2 separate regions of the Mus musculus genome follow, and region 2 is linked to region 1. Evidence: chromatin contacts called from public HiChIP or PLAC-seq data. All regions are on one chromosome and are shown on one strand. Each heading gives the region's core, a stretch centred on a gene start, on an enhancer-like site or on the middle of the called end of the contact. The rest is flanking DNA. Distances are from core to core; before and after follow the strand shown.

Region 1 (7,321 bases), core at 3,471-5,970:
CCAGGCACCATTCATCCTGATGTCTGTCCTCTTAGTCTTCAACATGGTGGTCCCAAGATGGCTGCATCAGTTTTCACAGGAGCAGAATAAGACAAGGATTAGAGATCTAGAGCAACAGGACTAGAGGAAGACTTAGCCTCTTCTGAAGCAGAAGAAGAACAATTGTCACAAGATCTTTTGACTTGTGTAGTGTGTTCTTCTTTTGCAAGCTGTATCTAGCTTATTGCAAATAAACTAGGGCCCTGACCAGGGGAGAGACTATGGAGAGTGGGCACAATCAATTTCTGCAGTTTCTCAACATTGTTATTTAACGTTAGAAATATTTCCTTCTTGAATGAGTGGACAAAGCATAGGCTGGAGACTCCATCAGGGACATGAAATGATTCTGTTTTGTCCTCCCCTGAGGTGCTGGAGATGGAATCCAGGGTCTCATCTAACCCTAACCCTAACCCCAACCCTAACCCTAACCCCAACCCTAACCCTAGCCCTAGCCCTAACCCTAACCCTAACCTTAACCCTCAACCAATTAGCTACATCCTCAGTCCTTATCATCACCTTTTGCATTTTGTAAATTAGGAAATGGGACAATTCTGTTTAGCAGTTACACCTGTAAGGTCTCAGGAGTCGCTGTTCTATTCTAACAAGTTCTGAGCTAACAAACTAAAAACAATGCGACTCCTCTTGGGTCCATACGAGAAGTAAGGCCACAGGGCAAACTGCTGCCTCCAAACTAGAGATTCCCAACCCGAAGAAACTGGATCACAATCTGTGAGAAAGGAAACAGCATGGAAAACAACTCTCACATCTCTGTAGGTTCCAGTACAGCTGCCTACTATGAGGTCTGAGGCAGCCCCTCTTAGCTACCCTGTATCATGGCAGACCTCTATGGTGACAGCAAGTATGGGAGCCAGCAATCACATCACCAAACCGAGAGTCAGAGAGATTGGGTAGGGACAGGTTCAGGTTGTTATAAGGAACCTTTCTGAGAACTCATCTGGCAGGGTGGTATTTCCTCCCCAGGGCAAGTTCCCTGTGGCCTAAGCTCCCACTAGGCCACACCTCTTAAAGCTTCCGCCACCATCCCAGGGCCCAAGCCTCTAATGTATGGATCACCATACATAGTAAAAAGGAAAGAGCGAGTTTTAAGTGATAAAGCAAGCATCAGAAATAGACAGGGCAGGGGTGGCAGAATTATCAGATAAGGAACTTAAAACAATGCAGACACCAAAGGTTCCAATGAGTAACTCACACAGGAGAGAGAAATTACTGACACAAGCAGAGATAGAAATCCTGAGAAAGAACCAATAAGGACTTCTAGAGATGAAAATGACAAGAGGAATTCTGAATGCTTTTGATGGGCTTGTTAGTACTCTGGACATGGCTGAGGTAAGAATCTCTGAGCTTTAGAAGACATCAATAGAAATCCCCAAAACTAAAAAAAGCGCAAAGAGAACAAAGACAGAGGGAGGCAAAACAGAGCAGAATACACAAGAACTGTGGGACCCTCACAAAACCATAACTTCCCAGCAATGGAAATGCCAGAGGAAGCAGAAAAGACCTGCTATAAATAAAATGTTTTGTTGCCTCCTCAAAATTCATGTGTTGAAACCTAGCTCCCAATGATGGTACATGGAGGTGGGGCACGGAATTAGTGTACTTACAAAAGAGACCCTGGAGAGCTACTTTGCCCTTTCAACTATCTACAAACACTGTGAACAAAAAAAAAAGGTCATCTATGGAGCTGGAGAGATAGCTCAGAGGTTAAGGGCACTGACTGCTCTTCCAGAAGTTCTGAGTTCAATTCCCAGCAACCACATGGTGGCTCATATGGTAATGGAGTCTGATGCACTCTTCTGGTGTGTGTCTGAAGACATCTACAGTGTACTCGTATAAATAAAAATAAATAAATCTTAAAAAAAAAGATCATCTACAATCCAGGAAGGAAACCCCACCAGACAAATGGGCTCATGTCTTTCTAGTGAATTTCCCATTCTATAGAACTATGAGACATAAATGTTTTTAAGTCGCTCCAGATGATAGATGGATGGATGGATGGATGGATGGATGGATGGATGGATGGATGGATGGATGGATAGGTAAGTAGATAGGTAGATAGATAGATAGATAGATAGATAGATAGATAGATAGATAGATTATCAGATGAAATGAGCAAATACAAAAACTAGTATGTAGGAAAACAGTTCTTTTATAATGAATACCTACAAAAGCAATAAGCAATTTTGGAGCAGGGCAAAGAGTAGAGGTTGGAGAATTTGGGTGGTGCCTATTTGCTTGTTTGTTTTTAAGGCTTACGTTGATGTATTGGAATAGGACTTGAAAATAATTTCTAGTAAGGGTCCAGAAAGAAATGGGGGAGCCACGGGGAAATTTTCAGTCTTCTTGGAGAATTGTGGAGAGCTTTGTGGGCCACTTGGCAGGAATCTGACATTGATCAAGGACAAGGAAATGGGCTTCAGGCAGGAATCTGACATTATGCCAAGACAAGGAAGTAAGCTCAGGCAGGAATCTAATTTTAGGCTACAACAGGGAAGTAAGCTCAGGCAGGAATCTTAATTTTAGGGTAGAGCAAAAGAAGTAGGCTTTAGGCAAGAATCTGATTTTGGGCTTGGACAAGGAAGTAGGCTCAGATATTTCGATCATCCTGATAAGTCCTTAGAAACAGCGATCACGGGACTTTGCTTATTGCTTTGCTTGTTCCTTGACTATTTGTGTTTATTGTACTGTTTGCCCTTATTGCTTGCATGCAATTAAAATGGTATAAAAGTGGACTGGGAAAAAATAAACCTGCCTCAGCCTCAGAACTGACTGGAAGGGGTCATGCTACAGTGTTGTCTAATTGCCTTTTGTCTTTTTAATCCTCATTCTTGTGCTAGAGAAGCTGTTGACTGGCTGAGCTAGTATGGCCAGAGAATATCAAAGTAATTCATGCAGAATGTTAGTAAAAAATAGGGACTGTGGTTTTGAGACGGACTCTCACATATGTAGCCCTGCCTGGCCATAAACTTGCAATCTTCCTGCTTCAGCTACTTGCATTCTAAAATCTCAGGTATGTACCATCATTACCAGACCAGAACTACAGACTGTAAAGATGATTTTGATAAGGTCTTCTACAGAAAAAGGGAAGGCCACCCTTTTTAGAATGGAATAGAAATGATGGCTGAGCTGTTTTTGTTCTTGTGTATTGTGGAAGGCAGAGTCTGTAAGAAAATAAAATTGATCATTTGGCCAAGGAAATGTCCAAGCAAAGGGCTGAAGTTAGCTTCCCTGGATTACTTAAATTTGAGGAGAAAGAAATGACTCTAAGATGGCAATTAGTAAACAAAAAGGATGTCAAACTTACAGACTTAAAATATTTTCTGGCTGACTCCAAGCATTGTAAATCAGCAGAGATCACTAAGGGCATGGTCAAGCAACTTATCAGATGGGAAGCTGTGTGGATCAGAAGTTCAACAGAAGTGGGAAGGTATTTGGAAGACAAGAGAAGGATGACACCCAAGGCAATTCAGAAACCATTCTGACTACATCTCCCATTATAAGTCCAAAGTGCAGTTCCAGGGCACACAAAATTCTCAGGAAATTTAAAGGATGGACACTTCTCTGGTCCTGGTGGACAAAGATGTCTCTGTCACTCGAGTTCAAGAGCTATGAGATGGATTTTGTCCAGAAAAACTAGAATAACATTACTACTATCACTGAGACTTCAAAACTGGAACAGTAGCAGAACTATACATACAGGAACTCAGCCAAGGAGAGCTGTGAAGCCCAGAAAGAGAGCTACAGTATGAATAGGACCAGGACAGCGCCTGCTGCCTGTTTGGAGAAAGTAATTAAGGCAAAATCAGTGCAGAAATTCAGATCATTCACATCGGGGTGTGGGATGGTTTTTATACTCTGCCCATGGAGTGGCACAAGTAGAAGGAGTAGGTGTGTCCCTGTGGGTGTGGGCTTTAAGACACTCATCCTAGCTGTCTGGAAGCCAGTATCCTGTTAGCATCCTTCATATGAAGATGTAGAAATCTCAGCTCCTCCTGCTCCATGCCTGCCTGGATGCTGCCATGTTCCTGCCTTAATGATATGGACTGAACCTCTCTGAACCTGTAAGCTAGCCCCAATTAAGTGTTGTCCTTATAAGAGTTGCCTTGGTCATGGTGTCTGTCCACAGCAATAAAACCCTAACTAAGACAGGATGTGACACCAATCTGTGATCACCATGGTTTGGAATGCAAAGAATGAGCCTGAAGGGAAGAGCAGCGAGTCAAAGACTATTGTTGACCTTTAATGTCTCTTGTGCTTGCCCTAGCTATCACCTCTGGTCATTCTTACGACTCCATTTTTTTCTTTCCTACTTTTTCTTTGCCCCTTTCAGAATAGGAGCAGTAATTTCAGAATTTCTCTATATTTAGCAAGCACATAATATGCTTCATCTTCCAGAATCATATTAGGAAGGATACTGACTTAAGATGTAAATATACAGGGCTTTTCTACACCTGCCCTTGCTCTGAAATGATGAAACGCAATATTTTTATTAATGATCTTCTTGCACTATAGCTGGGCAAATACTGAGCTATTCTAACACAACTGTGCTGGCCTGGCCTACTTCCCACTATGTGGTGTTACTTGGCATCTGGGTCTTGTCCTAGCTGTTCTTGCTCCAGAGGTTGTTCCTACCCCATTGGTGTCCTCCTGGACTCTCTTATGGCCACCTGCTCATGGCAAATCCTCACAGTCCAATCTTGCTTTCCTACTTCCACCAGGAACTCCCTCCTCCTCTCCTGCCCAGCTATTGGCTGATCAGCTCTTTAATAACCAGTCAGAAGTAATGGGGAACAATTTTTACATAACACTGAGACATGAAATGCTTGACAATGCCAAAGTCCAGACTGCAACCAGATCTCTGGGCACAGTAGCCAGCATCTGAATACACACACAGTCCACAAAGCCATTCCCCAACATTGAGGTGGATTGCACTTCAACTGTCAGGGATTTACATGATACTTAGATGAGACTTTTGACTTAGACTAGCAGTCATGTCCAGGCTTTCCACAATACAACACCATCATCCACAATTTCATGCTTGAGAGTTACACAGTCAAGTTTTTAAAATTACTTTTTATTCAGTGCTGAGGCTGAGGTCCAGGGCCTTGTGTATTGTAGGCAAGGGCTCCACCACTGAGCCAAATCCCCAGCTCCAAAATCTCAAGGTGCTTTACGGAAGTTTAGGACTTTGTTTTGGGCTGTGTTCAGTTCTGTCCTCAGCCACATGCAAACTGGTGCTAAAGCCAATGACAAGAAGAAGGCATAGCTATTCATTTCAGACACATTATACATCAAAGCAAAGAAAGTTATCAAGGATCAGACAATAAAGGGACTGGTTCTCCAAGAAGAAATAATAATACTTAACATATATGTGCCTGACGACAGACACCAAAATATGTCAGACCAACCTAGAAGGAAGAATGAGGAAGAATAGAAAAATTCATCATTATAGGTAAAACTTTGACACTTTTCTGTCAGAAATTCACAAGTTTGGTGGGCAGAAAGTCAGAAGAAAACTCAGTGAAAATAAATCTACTAGATATACTTATACCAGTGGATTAATCTGCCAGAACTACACACTGCACATTATTTTTCAAGCTCATTGGGAACTTTTATCAAGACAGATAATACTCTGGGCTATCAAATACTCCTAGAAAGGAAACAATAAAGGCTCTGCTACCAAGCACAATGGAACTAATGGATTAACCAATAACCAGAAAAAAAAAAACCCTGAAGAATGTCCAGATGAGGTATAAGCAGCATACTTATAGATAACAGCACTTATAGACAACAAATGAGTCAAAGGACAAAACCCAAGGAAAAAAATTAAGTGTTTAAAAAAAATAACTGAATAACAGCAAAAAGTCGCTTCATCAAAATTTGTGGGATGTGGAAAGCCTGTGTTTTGAGAAAAGCTGATAGCAGCAATAATAAATAGAAACAAAGTCATCCACTTCTACAGAAAGAGCAGAACAAGTTAAATCCCAAGGAAGCGAAAAGAAAAATAGCAAAGCCAGAGCAGAAGGACCAATGAGCTTACCCCTGAAAGGGAAACCAATAGCGACAGCGATAAGCCCAACTTCGGTCTTCTGACAATATTAGTATAGTCAGAAATGCAAAAGAGAATATTGCCATAGATCTATGAATGTAAATGGGATTGAGATAGATGATTGTGAACAATTTTGTCACTGCTTGGATAGTATAAACTAACTGAACCAGTTTCTTAACAGCAATCTGCCAAATGTCATAAGAAGAAGTGGACTATCTAACCAGGCCTGGATATATTCAAGGAAATGCGTTTGATCATCAGTAACTGCCTATTATAGACAGGTTCACACTGATCAAATATTTAAGGAAGAAATTTCTAATTTCTAATTTCTTTCTTAACAATCCAATGATAAATGCATGGGCATTTGTATTGAGAGTTCACTAATCATTTTCATTGTCTGTGAAATTACTCTCATGGTGGTGCATTGGAAACAATATATCTCATAGAGACATGTACTTGTGCATCCAACCATCCTTGTTAGTCGCCTTTAAGCCAAATAGCTATTGGGCATGAGGCTGTACGCTTTTGTAGACAACTCCTTTACACTTTGGCCTTCTGTGGTTAATAGAAGGAACCATTTTCATCAAACTAGGGAGTCATTTTTCTCCATTCATTTAATAAATACACACTGTGCTATAAACCAGTTTCTAAATATTTCTCAGAAAATAAGTACTGAGGTTGCTGCACACTGAGGTAGAAATTGTGTTTCCTAAATGATTTCTGCTTTCTCTTCTTCCTCTGCAAAAGAAGGTAGAAAGACAGAAAGATGATATGTCTGGTCACCCATAAGAGTCATGGGTGAAAGGTTACTGAGAAAACTAGCATAACAAATTAGTTTAGCTAGAAGTGGTCAATGAGAGGCTTCTAAAAAGAAAAAAAAAAAAAAAAGACCCAGGGGACACTGCCTGTTTGCATACCTGCCCTCAAGAAAGTTTCACAGCAGGTGTTTAAGTGCGCTTTCACAAAAAGGGTCTGAAAGTCCTGTTCAGATTCTTCTTGCTTTGTGTGTGTGTGTGTGGGGGGGTGTGTGTGTGTGGGTGTGGGTGTGTATGTGTGTGTGATTGTAGCATTCCTATGTCCAGGGCCTGGGGCAGGACTGAGATGAGGAGTTGTGGTTTCTATGACTCACTTTAGGGAAGAATTCTGGTTTCTATGACTTGCTTCCCAGGAGCAAAGTGGGTGAGGCAGGAGGACAGGGAAAGGTCATAGAGGGAC
Region 2 (7,473 bases), core at 3,476-5,975, 53 kb after region 1:
TTTTTTTACCTAAGTAAATGAATACACAATAATGTAACTACAAATCTTTTTTTTTAACATTGGTAAATGTAGCCTCATCTAGAGGAGTGTTATCTTTAATTACCACTTATTTGTTAGAAAATAGTGACTATAAATCAATTCAAGGTCTCCAGACTCTCCGAATATTAATGCAGATTTCTACTAACAAAGGCAATCCGTGGGAGCATGTAGGTTAAAAGGCCAGTGTCACAGTAAAATAATATTCTCCATTCACAATAAGGTCAGATGAAGTTTAGTCAGTCCCTGATGGTTTCTTTTCAACAGACAAACAAGTTCAAACAGGAAAACTGAAGGATGGCTTCTTTCAGATGTGTGGTAATTACAATTTGTCCATGATGTAATGAAGCATCTCAGCTGTTATTTCTTTAAGATAAAAGTAACATACAATGTCGACGGTGGGGTGGAAACAGCACAGGGATTAGCTTGCTTTGGAAACGAGCAACTGAAGCACTCATTTTGCGAGTACAGCAAGAGCATATAGGAACGGGTTCCTTCAGCGAGAAGACTAAAACTGAGTTACTGACAAAGGTTATGAAGACGTTAATGATCTCTCAAAAAATAGACAAATGTCTACCCTTATTGTTTTCTATAACTATTACACTCTCTCTGGTGCACAAGACTTGCAATTTGCTCTAATAATGAAATTTGTCTGCTTTCTGACTGCTGTCATTGGTGTTATTATACAACAACATATGCTAAAACCAAGAAGCTGTTTTAATGGAAAATATTCAAAGCTCAGATTGCATTAGGAGAGGAAACAAATGACCTTTGGAAATGTATCAAAAAAAAAAAATAAGATCGGCTGATGTCCAGCTAGATGGTGAAATGTATTATGAAGCAAATACAGCCACCTCTTAACAGCTGTGGAATCTAGGAAGCTGTGGAGGCTTATTGTAAAATTACTTCACCTTTCCTAAGAATAAGTTATTGGAGACAGGGGGAAAGACAATCATATTTGAAAACTGTTTAAAAGAGTGAGGGAGAAACAGCCAACCCCCACCCCATACCCCCAGAATGGCTCTATAAAAACAGACTAGGTAAGATTTGCTGCTTGTGTTTGTTACGCTGAAGAGGGAAAAGATTGCCATAACTTTTCTTTTTGACACCCAGGAAAGAAAAAGGTATTGGTCTCCCATGAGACAAAGCTGGTAGAAAAGTGGGTTTATTACACATTTCACACCAAAGTTAAGGCTTTCTTTCTGGGAAAATTTTGAGTAGAAACTATTATCTAAAAATATGATATTTAACATCTTACTGAAGAGGACCCCTTCATTTCCCCCCTATAGTTTGGATTACCTAAATATTCTTTTTGGCCATATCTACTTACTATGAATAAATAAGAAAGTAGTCAATGAAATCTAAAGTCATAAAAAGGACATTGTAAACTTTGAAAATTTTGCTGTACATTAAAACTTTGCTGACATACTCCAAGGTCTGTGAATAAAATGTGCATGGTATGTATCACAAGCCGTTCAACCCCAGCAGCTTCCTGAAGAGGTGTGAACAAGACATACTAATGTCTGAGGTTTTGTCAGTGACTTTCTAGTACTTATTTAGAACATATCACACACTGGCATCACAGAAGACAGGATATATAATTCAAAGAAATCGCTTGGCTACTAATGAATGCATAATGATCTATAAATATACCCTGACTGTAAACTTACTGTAGGTACACACAGTGCTAAGCCTAGAGAATCGGACACAAGGAAATCACACTCAATGACTTCAGAAAATTACTTTCATGAAGCAGAAATACAGGAAGACAATTTTATCTGTTTATTTTTATTTTTCATTAAAAGTTCATGCAATATATTCTTACTGTGGTTTCCCCTCTCCCACCTCCTAGATCCCTCACCTCCCCATCCAACTCTACGCCTTCTTTATCTTTTTAGAAAACAAACAGCAAATAAAAAAGCAAAACAAAATTTCTTTAAAAAGCGAAAAAAGCACAGAAACCACACGGACACACATAAACATAAAAACAAAAACCATAAAAAAACAAAACTAGAAACCTTAGTACACTAGCAAAAAAGTAGGAAGACAAAACAACAACAACAAAAACCACCCAAGCAAATCAATGTAAGACACACATTTACAGATATACCCTTGAGTTTGTTTTGTGTGGGCCATTGACAGCTGGACATGGGACCTATACAGGTATGCAGTTTTAAAGAGACTCAGCTATTTTATAGACACATTACTTTAGTAGAGGAGACTCCTTTGCTTAGAGGCTGGAGACCTCTGGGGAGACTTCCTGAGTGTAAAGGATCGGTAGTGGGAATCTAGGCTGATGACGAGACAGGCTTTAATGTTCAGATGAGCTGAGGTGTCAGCAGGGTGCATGTGGCTGCATGCTTTGGGCACAGAACTACAGGTGGGTCAATACCACTGAAAGAACGCTCATGGTATGTAAGGGGACCAGGGAGGCAGGTACTCAACATCCCATAGATGGGAAATTTAAGAGCATGGGGTTTCTTTTGCCAAAGTTTTTTTTTTTTTTTTAGAAGGGGGATACTATTTTTAGGGTGTATCTTTACTAGTCCTCCCTGGTTTCTGTGAAGACACATTTGAAGGGAACAAGATGGGAAGCTAACAGAGTAATAGAGCTAGGATCTGAACCAACACAGTGATAGTCAGTATGGTTTCTGACAGAGAAGACCTGGCAGTACGTGTGGGGGTGACTAATATCTGGGTTGGGGGAATGTCAAACCTACCCGATACAGAGTCAGATACCACGCAGGTAAAGAAGGTGATGAATCCAGCTCTGGATGTATAGAACTGGATAGGTTTCCGGATTATCAGGTTTGATTCCCAGCACTCACATGGTGGCTTATAAACATCTGTAACTCCAGTTCCAGAGATTTTGGTACCGTCTTCTGACCTCCATGGGCACAGGAACACATATGGTACACAGACATACAGACAGGGAAAACATTCACACACATAAAATAATCTAAAAAGAACTTTGAAAACCATTTCTCTAGATTTTTTTTTGGGCGGGGGCGGGGTTCAAGACTCACTCTGTAGACCAGGCTGGCCTCAAACTCAGAAACCTGCCTGCATCTGCCTCCCGAGTGCTGGGATTAAAGGTGTGCACCTCCACTGCCCGGCTAGACAAGTTTTAAAATGCTTATCTGTTATTAGCCTATCTTATTTGTTATCACTCAAAATCTTTTGTACATTTTTCCACATTGAGTTGTTTTCTTGTTCCATTTAAGAATCCATTAGATTTGAATTCATCTTCAGTTTATTATTAATTTGTTTGTGTGTGGGGGGGTGTGGGGGTGTGTGTGGGTGTGCCAGCCTGTGGTGGTCAGGGGAGACCTCTGTGGAGTTGTTTTTCTTCCACCTTTAACTGGGTTCCAGGATTAAACTCAGGTTGTCAGACTTGCGTGACAAGTTCCTTTACCAGCATCTTGATAGCCTTCCTTTGGTTTGTTTGCTCTGTTGACAAGTCTTTTGTCAAATTTCTGGTTTGCAAACATTTTCTCTCAGTGTACGACTTCAGTCTTTTGAAGGGAGTTTTTATTATTAAAGTATGACTTTTTTTCCTCTCTCTTTGCAACATGCCTTTTATAGCATACCTGAGAAATCTCTCCCTGGATAGGTCAGATTTTCTTTTCTTTTCTTTTTTTTTTTTCTTCTGTTATAATTTTAGGTCTTTCCATTTACACCATGATCTATTTTGAGGTGTATGTATTTTAATATGGTGCAAAGAATAAATCAATTTAGTGGGAACAGGGAGAATCAGGTCTTCGTGCACCCTTGGAGGAAAAGGCTAGACTTAAGAAAAATCTGAAAGGCCATTACATTGTGCCAAGAGAAGCAATGAACTGTCTTCCCAACTTGGATAAAGTTACCAGTGAATTTAGGAAGAGCATCTGCAGTGTAAACTTTTCGCTTACTGGAGCTGCGTGTAACCAATCTTTAAGAATCTCTGCAACAACCGCTGAGAGGTTTAAAGCACTTTCCTTTTTGTTATGCGCTTCCCGCCATAGAACTACTTTCTTTTTTAAAATTATCCTTTGGTTAGCATACTAAGTAATGGGCTTCATTATGGCATTTTTCATCCGTATATGTCATCACATTCGTATTTAGTCATCCCTTGAGCACTCTTAAAAGGTCACTCTCCACCGAGGGTGACTAAGGCAGATTCCCTTGAGGCATTCTGGTATCAGATCCCAGGGACAAACCCCTAGAAGGAGTCACAGCCCCCCCCCCCCCCCTGGGAACTTAACAACCACACTCAGCAGGGCAAGCCAACCTGTCCCCTCACCAGGGTGACTTCTGGTTAAATTGCGACAGATCTACAGAGCGGGAATTCAAAGCTGAGCAAACGCGGGGTCGGTCAGGGAAGTCCCTCCGGTTGTTCCTGCCAGTGTGCGTCTGGAGGGCGATTGGGAGCTATCGTCATCAGCCCGGACGCCCTTTGGGGATGTTTGAGTCCTGGCTTGCCGGGAGCGTGGGCACGCTGGGTCCTTTCCAGGCGCACAGCTGGACCCATTCCTGACCCTTGACCTCTGCCCGGGAGTCAGCGAGTCCTGGAGGGCCTTGCGGGGGGTATGCGATCGCTCTATAGCTCGTTCCTGGAGCGGTCTGTCATCTCCGCCTCCTGCCAGTCGTAAAGTGCTGTGAAGGGCTCTGCGCTTTACGGCGCCGTTAGGTGAGACCCGGAAGCTCTGTCTCTGATGGGCACATGGTTTGGGGACTGCAATTATTAAAAGGCTGCAGTGAGACTTTGAGGGACGTCAGCGAATCACCTCCGAGTCTCTAAGCGGGTAATCGGATCACACTTTTAAAAACAGTCATTCCATTATTTTCTAAGAGTATGCAGGAGTGTCGGACGCACGCAGGGTGCCACCTTGGTTTTTATGTTCATCCCTAGACTTTAGGTCCCCGGTGTTAGCTGACGTTTTTCTGTTGTTCACTTCGCTCTGCAGTCTCCCCATCCCTGGAGTTCGGAATGCTTTACTTGATCGGCTTGGGCCTGGGAGATGCCAAGGACATCACAGTCAAGGGCCTGGAAGTTGTGAGACGATGCAGTCGCGTGTATCTGGAAGCCTACACCTCAGTCCTGACTGTAGGGAAGGAAGCCCTGGTACGTGATTAAAGTCCCCAGGCCTCTGGGGAAGACATCTAGCTAGCGTCCGATTCTCCTACCCTAGACTGCACAGACTCTAAGCGTCTGCTTTTTTTTTTTTTTTTTAAGCCCCTGTAAAACACACACCCTGTCCATTAAGATCTACTTCATACTCAGTGACTTGGGAAATGAAACGGTAGTTTGTCCTACTTTACAAGTCTAATTTTGTGCCTTTCTCCAGTAAATAAAAAAAAAAAAGTTATTTTACACTCTTGGGGATAGTTATCAAATCCGTTATTTCATGAGCTAGCCAGACATCCTTTCCGAGTTGAGTGCTAATGAGGTGCTGACACAGGCTTAATGAGTTGCTTATACATTCAGCAAGCGATCTGAAAGCTTCCGTCTTTGAAGTAGTTCCATAGGGAACAGCGATCTCATTTTTTTTTGTCTGCAACATAGCCAAAGAGACCTTACATGTACTCTCCCAGGAAGGCTGTCATTCCCACATGTACATATAGAGTGACTAAGTAACCAGAGGATGTATTAGTGCATTATATACCTTAAACAGGGTAAATATGTAAATAATAGTTACAACAAGAAGGGTCAGTTTCTGCTTGATTGTCAAACTTAAAGTGAACCCTATATTGAGATAAGATGCTGATGTGTTGTTAGAGGAGGAGAGGAAGGTTTTTTTGTTTTGTTTTGTTTTTTTAAATTGTCAAGTCTTCCATATAAAAGTGTGGGCCAGAGAACTTCCGGTCATATCTCTCAGATTCACAACTCAGAATTTTGAAGGTTTCAGGGTTATGTTAAAAATCTTGAATCCTAAATAGGCTTCTTCTTAAGTTGGTCATGAATTAGAAAAAAAAAAAAAAAAGTAGTGTTTAATGGTCAGTTTGACTTGCTGGCCACACTTGTCGGTGTTTATACTTACTTCAAGATGATAGAAATATGTCTTGGATCAGTGATCAGAAACTATAATGGACCTAAAACCATTTGAGAAAATAGATAACTGGCAGGTTAATCGAATAGAATATTAAACACAGCCAGGGCTACACAGAGAAACCCTGTCTCTAAAACAAAAACAAAAACCAAAAACAAACAAAAAGGGAAGACAGGCAGTCGTGGCACACACCTTTAATCCCAGCACTTGGGAGGCAGAGGCAGGCAGGTTTCTGAGTTCAAGGCCAGCCTGGTCTACAGAGTAAGTTCCAGGACAGACAGGGCTACACAGAGAAATCCTGTCTCAACCCCCCACCCCCAAAAAAGCAAAAAACAAAAGAATATTAGACAATAGCTTAGAGCAAAATTGGGACATAACTTGTTTTGCCTTGTGACATGTCCCTGGACAATTCCTTTACATTTAATTTCTTATAAATTGAGGTCAGGATGTGTTTGCCTTCTAGGCTCTTAGAACAGTGTCCATCACAAAAGTTTTCAGACATTTTAGCTGCTAGCAGATATATTTCCAAATTTCTAAATGCTAGTTTCTCCATTTGTCAAAGAAAAAATAACCAATTGAAAGTTATATAGTATTTATTAAGGTGTATGTGAAAATGCTTTATAAATTATAAGTGTTAGTAAATATTAATTTTTCAAGGTTTTCCCCTAAGCATAAATGTAATTATTAGGGGTCTGGGCTTACCTTACCTATAAGTAAATTTTGTGTAGTTTTTTTAAGGTACCAGAATATCTGTTATTTCATAGTGATAAGTGTTGATATTTTTGGAACATTTATTTTGCTGTTTTGTTTATTTTCCTGACAGTGCTTGGAATTGAACCCAAGGTCTCTCAACATGCTCCACAATTGCTTTGCCACAGAGCTACAATACCCAGCCCTCTATAGTTACTGCTCCCATTTTGTGGGATGTTCCAAAAACTTGTCCAGTATCATACAGATAGTGACAGAACAACATTCAAACTAAAGTATCTCTGAGTTGAGAATTATCCTTCCAGACTTTCATACATTCTCTCTGCATTCTTAGCTTTAGATAGTAACTACACAAAGTATAACAGAGAAGTTATAGCAAGCAAAATGGTTTGGACTGGATCTTATTTTATTACAGAATTCTTCTAGTATTGTCTTCATGTCCTCCAGGTTCTTAGTTCCTGTTCTTCCCCGAGTAGCTTGCCACAGGATCCCATCTGTACCATCCGCCTCAAGTCACTCATTTATAAGTTCATGCCTTATATTTCCAGTACAATTGTAGAACCTCTTTCTCTTCAGTCTTCTTCTGTTTTTCACTTGCACATTTTCTTGTTAAAACAAACTGATTTTTTTTAAACTGTTGATGTATATCTTTATGAAGTCTGGTTTCAGCTAAAGATCATTATATTGCAGGGAAAAGATA

What was found. HiChIP or PLAC-seq counts read pairs in DNA pulled down with a chosen protein or histone mark.
Region 2: a contact with region 1 is called in an H3K27ac HiChIP or PLAC-seq map of trophoblast stem cells, with 25 read pairs. The contact joins the promoter of Dph5 here to the enhancer-like site in region 1. A contact is called at or near these places in 8 of 39 promoter capture datasets (the 3T3-L1 cell line, 3T3-L1-derived adipocytes, HPC-7-derived erythroid cells and 4 more), 1 of 15 datasets of contacts at CTCF or cohesin (CD8 T cells), 27 of 484 Hi-C or Micro-C datasets (CD4 T cells, CD8 T cells, CD8 central memory T cells and 18 more), 10 of 115 datasets of contacts at active chromatin or transcription factors (CD8 T cells, the SCID.adh cell line, bone marrow-derived macrophages and 6 more) and 3 of 9 other capture datasets (adipose tissue, liver and pancreatic islet).

Annotation. Positions count from the first base shown.
Region 1 is chr3:115,830,806-115,838,126 of GRCm38.p6, forward strand. No RefSeq gene overlaps it. Among named protein-coding and RNA genes, the nearest start is that of A930005H10Rik, 54 kb to the right of the region's middle. Within about 2 kb of position 4,721, at least 11 of the 459 cell types and tissues checked have an H3K27ac peak or open chromatin away from gene starts, as enhancers often do. A contact at or near this core is called in the HL-1 cell line and trophoblast stem cells, where this site is marked.
Region 2 is chr3:115,883,458-115,890,930 of GRCm38.p6, forward strand. It overlaps Dph5 (diphthamide biosynthesis 5), which reads left to right and starts at 4,726. Exons shown (of 8, transcript NM_027193.2): 1 at 4,726-4,820; 2 at 4,983-5,140. The coding sequence starts at 5,006. It overlaps A930005H10Rik (RIKEN cDNA A930005H10 gene), which reads right to left and starts at 4,673. Exons shown (of 2, transcript NR_015487.1): 1 at 4,307-4,673.